Linked DNA regions of Anser cygnoides: region 1 is linked to region 2. The links are chromatin contacts, called in public Hi-C maps. All regions are on one chromosome and are shown on one strand. Each heading gives the region's core, a stretch centred on a gene start, on an enhancer-like site or on the middle of the called end of the contact. The rest is flanking DNA. Distances are from core to core; before and after follow the strand shown. Region 1 overlaps MACROD2 (mono-ADP ribosylhydrolase 2). Region 2 holds the start of FLRT3 (fibronectin leucine rich transmembrane protein 3).

Region 1 (2,988 bases), core at 177-2,676, 69 kb before region 2:
GAGACTCCACAACCTCCCTGGGCAGCCTGATCCAGTGCTCCGTCACCCTCACTGTGAAGAAGTTCTTTCGCATATTGGTGCGGAACTTCCTGTGCTCAATTTTGTGGCCATTACCTCTTGTCCTGTCCCCACAAACCACTGAAAAGAGGTTGCCCAAAAATAAGAAATAAGGACACAGAATAGGGAGGAAGATGAGGAAAGAGGGAAACAATGGGATAAGGAAGCTGGGACTTAAATGCAGATGGGCATGGTTGGAAGAAAGTGCTAGTGGTTTGGGTCTGAATTAACCCAAACTCTTCTTGCAACTCCACTGACTCAAATGTTAGTGATTAAGGCAGTGCCTACAGATTGTCAGGTTCTTTCAGTAAGGGCTCTAAGAAAAGGATGCTTTGAATTCATGAGAACCCATGGATGTGCCAAGGATGCAAGTGGGAGGGAATGGGAAGTGGTGGTTTGACCAGGGTGTTGTGGGTTGGGACTGTAATCATTCAGCAATTTGGGAGCTTCTGGGCAATAAAGGCAATTAACACCTCTCTGAATGAGAGGGACCAGTCTGTATGTGTGACCTGCTCCTTTGGAAACTGCCAACCCGAGATTGTCCTGAACAAACATGAAAACTGAAGTCAGCCACAAACATGAAAACTGAAGTCAGCCAGCCACTCAGGGAGAACTCTTTCAGCCTTCCAGCCATAGTAAAGGAGTGCAGCTTGAAACTGTGCTTTCAAGTTCAAAAAAAAATACATTTTTTGTTCATGGCATGTACAAGGCAACTGTAAAATGCTTGCAAAGGAGGGGGGGAGCAGGCTGTGGTTCTTGGCTACTTGTGACGTTGTGAACAAGTGATTAAGCAGTAACTTATTCTCACTTGGGGCAACTGAACCACCTGCGAGTCAAAAAAAAAAACCAACAACAAAAAACCACCGACAAACCAACCCCCTGATGTTTGGTTGTGTTGTATAATCCAGGATACACTCATAGCCCAGGAATGAGAAAAGATGTCCCCGTGTGCCCAGATCTGAGCGTGGTGTCGTTGCGCAAGGGTTTCTGGTGCAGCACTGCTCGAGCCCTGGTGTGGTGAGCGTGGCCGGGGTTCTGCAGGCAGGCACGGAGCAACCGTCTGATGCACGCCAATGTTTAGCCAGGGGAACGGAGCACAAAGCAGTAACTCATAATTGATTAACTATTGGCGTTTATATCTGATCCCAAGAAACCGGCTGTGTATAAAAATCACCGCCTTTGTATTATATTGGGAGCAAAAGGTTGGTGATCCCAGACCGACATTTGGCTGCCCTTTTGCCTCCTAACAAGCATCAGACGTTTATAAATGGGCGAAGAGTTCAAACCTCTGCACTCGAGTCCCTTTGAGCACAGCCCTGAATTTATCGTGGAGATTTTTGGGTCGCTAGAGTGTGCTGTGAGCCCGGCTCTGCGCGGCACGGGCTCTCGCCCCGCTGCTGCTGGGCGACCCTGCATTTTTCATCCCGTTGCTTCGCTGTATCCTGGGCAACTCGAGCCAGTTCCCCTGCTATTTTCTTTGTGCTGCGCCCCGCTGCCCTGCTCCTGCAAGGAGTGATGACCCGGCGGCTTGTCAGCCCGCTACCTGGGTGCCCCAGGAGAGACAGCATCGTGTCACGAAGCTTTGCAGCGGGGCTGCCTTTCTTTGGCCAAGCAAGGAGCCGACGTGGGGTTGCCACGCTGATGAGTTGGCATCACCAGCATTTCGTGGAGCCTCTCTGCAGTAACGCGGGGCTGGGCTTCCCAGCTTTGCGCTGGTGGGTGCGTGGAGGGAGACGTGGGCCTGTGTGTGGAAGAGAGGTGGTGAATTCATTGCTTGCAGATGCTTTAATTTGCTTGATCCAAAAGCCTTAGTTCCGCTTCCCAAAATATATGGCGTTTGTTTTCCGTGTTCCTGCACGTTGTTCTTTGGTAGAGATGCACAAATTGCAAGTAGTAATCCTTCTGGATATTTAATGCTTTTCTGCTTGGCCAGGAAAACCTCTTACGGTTAAATTCTTTTAATATTTTTGGAAAAGGCTGAGGCAGTTTGGATGTCTAGCTTGAGGGCAAATCCAAAACTGTAAAAAAAAAAAAAAAAAGTAATTAAAAGATTTCTTTTTACTTCTACTGTCCTGTCTTATTTTAATTAAGTTCATCCTCTGATGAGAATTGCAGTCTGAACTATAGTGGGAAATCCATAATGTCTTCTCATGGATGAAGTTTGCAGCTGACAATTCTCCTCAGCGAGCATGCTGCGAGTTTCTGCTATGAGAATAAAGGCTCAGCCATGCAGGGAGTGGTTTCCTTAGGGACAGGTTTAAAGCTGTGGGGTTTCATACAGGGAGGAAGGGCCATTACGGATCCAAGCACCTTCTATCTTAAGTGTGAGATTGAAAATATGTATTTGCTTACAGGTCAAAGCAATAACTTCCAACACCAAAATCCAGCAGAAAAAAAACTGTGTATTTCTGTACCTGCGCATTGTGCAAAGAATGAAGCTGGTAATGAGCTTGGGTGTGTTGTTTAATGCTCTGCTGGAAGGCACTCCAAAGAAGTGTGAAGTCACCCTGACCCCTGTGCACACAGCGGATTACCAGCGGTTTCTGCGGATCAGGCTGTGGCCAGGGCAGCCTCTTGGTTGTTACTTGCAGCTGCATGTGCTGCTGCACGCTCTGCTCTTAATCCCACAGCTCATTCTCCAAAGTGGGCAGGCAATCTTGTGCAATTTAACAAAAAACTGTGGGGAATAGGGGCTTAGATTAGTACAGCTAGGAGGAAAAAAAAAAATAAGTACTTTGAAGTGTCTCCTTTCCTGCCCCCCTGATAATTTTGACCGTAGGCAACAGCAGGTTGTCCAGCTCCTTTCTGTCTCGGTTAAGCACGTGGGTAAAGTGGCCATGTCAGGCAGGCAGAATCCCTAAGTGGGGTTCGTGTTTTACAGCGACACGATAACGCTGTTTAATCTGGAAGTAGTTATGGCTGCTAATATGT
Region 2 (3,226 bases), core at 725-3,224:
CCCCTTCGCACTGCCTGCTCGAAGCAGACAAAGATGGCCAGCTACCAACCCAGGCCGCCCCGAAGAACCGCGGCGCCAAGTTTGCAAACTGCAGCCTCCGCTTCTGCTGCCTCCCGCCCAGAGCGACAGGGTGCCGAGGGAAACCCCAAAGAAAACCCCAAAGCAAAATCCCCAGACGTGCACCTTTATTTCGTTCTGGCTGCAACACGCACGCTTTTATTTCCGAAGATGAAAGCTCGCTGCGAGTTTACTACGGAGTTTTTTTGCCCACTGGGGGGTGGTACACGCTGCAAAAACCGTGCTTTTAAGAGCCACAAGTCAGATGTTTTTTGCTGCTGTCCAGTTTTCTCTGCTTTAATTACACCAAAGTCTCCTGTTGAGAAAAACAGAGGCGGCCTCCGAAGGGGGAATTAAAATAAAATAAATCACCCTTTCAGAGACTTTACAGAATCTTATTTCCTGTGCTGGCTGCATTAACAGCGGTATTTATCTGGTCACTCTCCGGTTAAAATGAAGTGGTACAAATGTACCAAAAAAAAAAAAAAAAGGAGAATTAACATTTTAAATGTACACCGAGGCTCGGTCACCGTTTCTGGTGTACAGGAGGAGCAGGGAAGGCAGGAAAAATAAATACAGCTTTTAGAAGTGATTAAACGTCGATGGAGAAATGGAAAAGCTCGACAGCAGCACGAATAGGACGATTAGAATAACCTCAGTATATTTTAGGATAATTGGCCCCGTATAAACCCCGGCGTACCTTTTGTTTATGAAGTATTTGAAAACCGATCTTACACAGGGCTGTATTGTATGGTTTGGGAATAAATTAAAGGAAACTTGAGGGTATTTGGGGGGGGGGGGAGGGAGGAAGGGAAGGGCACCAAAACCTCCAACACGACCCGCTGCGTGGCATGTATGGACAAGGACAGCACACACAGATCTGTGTTTCGCAGCAGATAATTCCTCTCTCCGCACGCCCGAACTGACAAACGCATTTTTCACTCTAATTCAGCATTTTTCGCCCTAACTCAAAGCACCGTTCGTTAAGACGCCGCATCCCCGGGCGCCCGAGGGTGCGCAGTAATTCATGCTCCCGTCTTTTCGGGCAGCATCTTCCAGGCGAGGAGGGGAAAAAAAAAAAAAATCAAATATTGGGGTCAAGATAATTAAGGGGTGTTTTTTAAAGTCCCTGGCCTCTCCCTCCTCTGCTCCTTGGGGTTCCGGACCTGATCGGGACCGGGACTGGGATCCGGACTGGGACTGGGATCAGGATGGGTATAGGGACCGGGACAGGGACTGGGATCGGGACCGGGTTTGGGATCGGGACCGGGTTTGGGATCGGGACCGGGTTTGGGATCGGGACCGGGTTTGGGATCGGGACCGCGTGGGCGCCCCGCGGGCTGCAGCGCTTCGCCCAACTCCTGCCGCGCCTCGCCAGCAGCGGGGGGGGGGGGGGGGGGACATGCAATGATTAATAATAATTAATAGAAATAATTAACACTAAAAGGAGCAGCCCTGCCCGCCGCCGCAGGACCGGCTCGGCGCAGAGGCGAAGTTGCAGGGCTGGCGATGGGAAAACAAAAGGCTGCGGCCGGCCGCGCTGGGGACGGGGATTTTTGGGGAGGGGGTGAGGACGAGGAGGGGTGCGGGGGGAGCCGAGGCTACCGGGGCAGGGCAGGAGGCTCCGGCCCCGAAGTCGCCCAGAACTCGCCGGGGACCCGCACCCCCGCGGGGGGCTCCCGCGCTCCCCGTTCCCCCGTCCTCCCGCAGCCCGACCCGCGCGGAGGCAGCGCGTAAGCCCCCGCACTTACCTGCGGGGCGCGGAGACTTTTTTTATCGTTGCCTTTGGGCGTGGGGGCAGGAGAGGGGCCGAGCTCCGGGCCGGCGGCGGTGCGGGCGCGCGTGATCCCGGCGCGGTGCCGGGAGCTGCGCGGAGCCGCGCGGAGCCGGGCGCGCGCCCTCAAGTCGCGGCGGCAGCGGGCAGCGCGCGGGGGCGGGGCCGCACACGTCACCGCCGGGGGGGGCGGGGCCACGGGGAGGGGGCGGGGCCTGGAGGAGGCGGGGCCTGGAGGGGGCGGGGGGCGGGGGGGGCGCGGTGCCGCCGCTAGGGGGAGCAGCCGGCGGCGCCGTGGCCGGGGGGGGGCGGGAATGAGGGGGGCTGGGTGAAACGAGAGGGTTTTGGTGTGTTGGAGGGTTGGGGGGCGTTAGGTGTTGTGCGAGCGTTAAGGAAGATGGGAAATAAAATAAAAAACGGCTAAAAAGCGTTTGTGTGTTTTCTAGCCCCCCCCTCCCCCCCCATAAACGAGTGCTGAAGGGGTGGGGGGCCGCAGGCTGCGTCAGGGCGGGTTGCTTTTCTAACAACACCTGGCATTTCTGGTAGCCACAGGGCAACCCGCGAAGCGTCTTCCCCAGATGTTCACCCATAAAGCCAAATCTCCCCCACTAAATCTCCGTTTATTCATAGCTCGATAATTATCTCTCTCAGTAATTACAGACGAGGTGGGCTTCTCCGCCCCCTACCTCAGCGCACGTCCTGTCATGAGGGGGCACAGGGTCCCCACACCAGCCGTGCCCACCCCGCTCCCAGTGCTGCTGGCTCAAGGCCTCGCTCCAGGAGCTCCATTTCCCCGAGGCCCGTGGAAAGCCCTGGAAAGCGGCACTTTCCTTCCAAAGCCTGGACATTGGAAGTCCGTCTGTTCTCCTTTCATCAAAAACAAACTAGGAAGAGTCCAGTCTCACCCTTTTTAAAGAGAATTTTAATAGATTATTTAATGCTGCTTGTCATGCGTGATATTTAGGTGTTTGAAACGTTATATTTGAAACGCTCTATATGTTCCATATTTATTCAAAAGGTTTAAAAAAGAAATCCTGGATTGGTCTTCCCCGACAACAAGGGAAAGGGATTTATTTATTTATTGCTTTATCGCTTCAGTTCTAATCTTTCCCCAAGGACAGTAAAAACTAATAAGAAGTTCACTTCAAGTTAAGGTACAGGGGTCTCTGTTGACAGTCCTGGCAGGGTGAGCTGTGCCCTAATCAGCTCAGTATGCAGAGCTGTATTGCTTATAAATTTTAATGTATATATAACACATTTTACGCCTGTCCGTTTGTGTACATATGCACATGTACTACACAGACATAAGTATACTTGGTGTTACAGAGTGTGTTCGGTTGTGTGGGGCAGGACAATGGACTGGTAACGAAGCATTTTGAGATGCTCTGAATAACG

What was found. Hi-C and Micro-C count contacts between places; a contact is called where the count stands out from the background.
Region 1: a contact with region 2 is called in a Hi-C map of granulosa cells, with 2.5 times the contacts expected there. The contact joins the enhancer-like site here to the promoter of FLRT3 in region 2. A contact is called at or near these places in 4 of 7 Hi-C or Micro-C datasets (granulosa cells and liver).

The regions. Positions count from the first base shown.
Region 1 is chr3:3,827,504-3,830,491 of Taihu_goose_T2T_genome, reverse strand. All of the region lies in intron 3 of MACROD2 (mono-ADP ribosylhydrolase 2), which reads left to right. Among named protein-coding and RNA genes, the nearest start is that of MACROD2, 39 kb to the left of the region's middle. Within about 2 kb of position 1,426, at least 2 of the 3 cell types and tissues checked have open chromatin away from gene starts, as enhancers often do.
Region 2 is chr3:3,758,876-3,762,101 of Taihu_goose_T2T_genome, reverse strand. It overlaps FLRT3 (fibronectin leucine rich transmembrane protein 3), which reads right to left and starts at 1,974. Exons shown (of 3, transcript XM_066995335.1): 1 at 1,809-1,974. All of the region lies in intron 3 of MACROD2 (mono-ADP ribosylhydrolase 2), which reads left to right.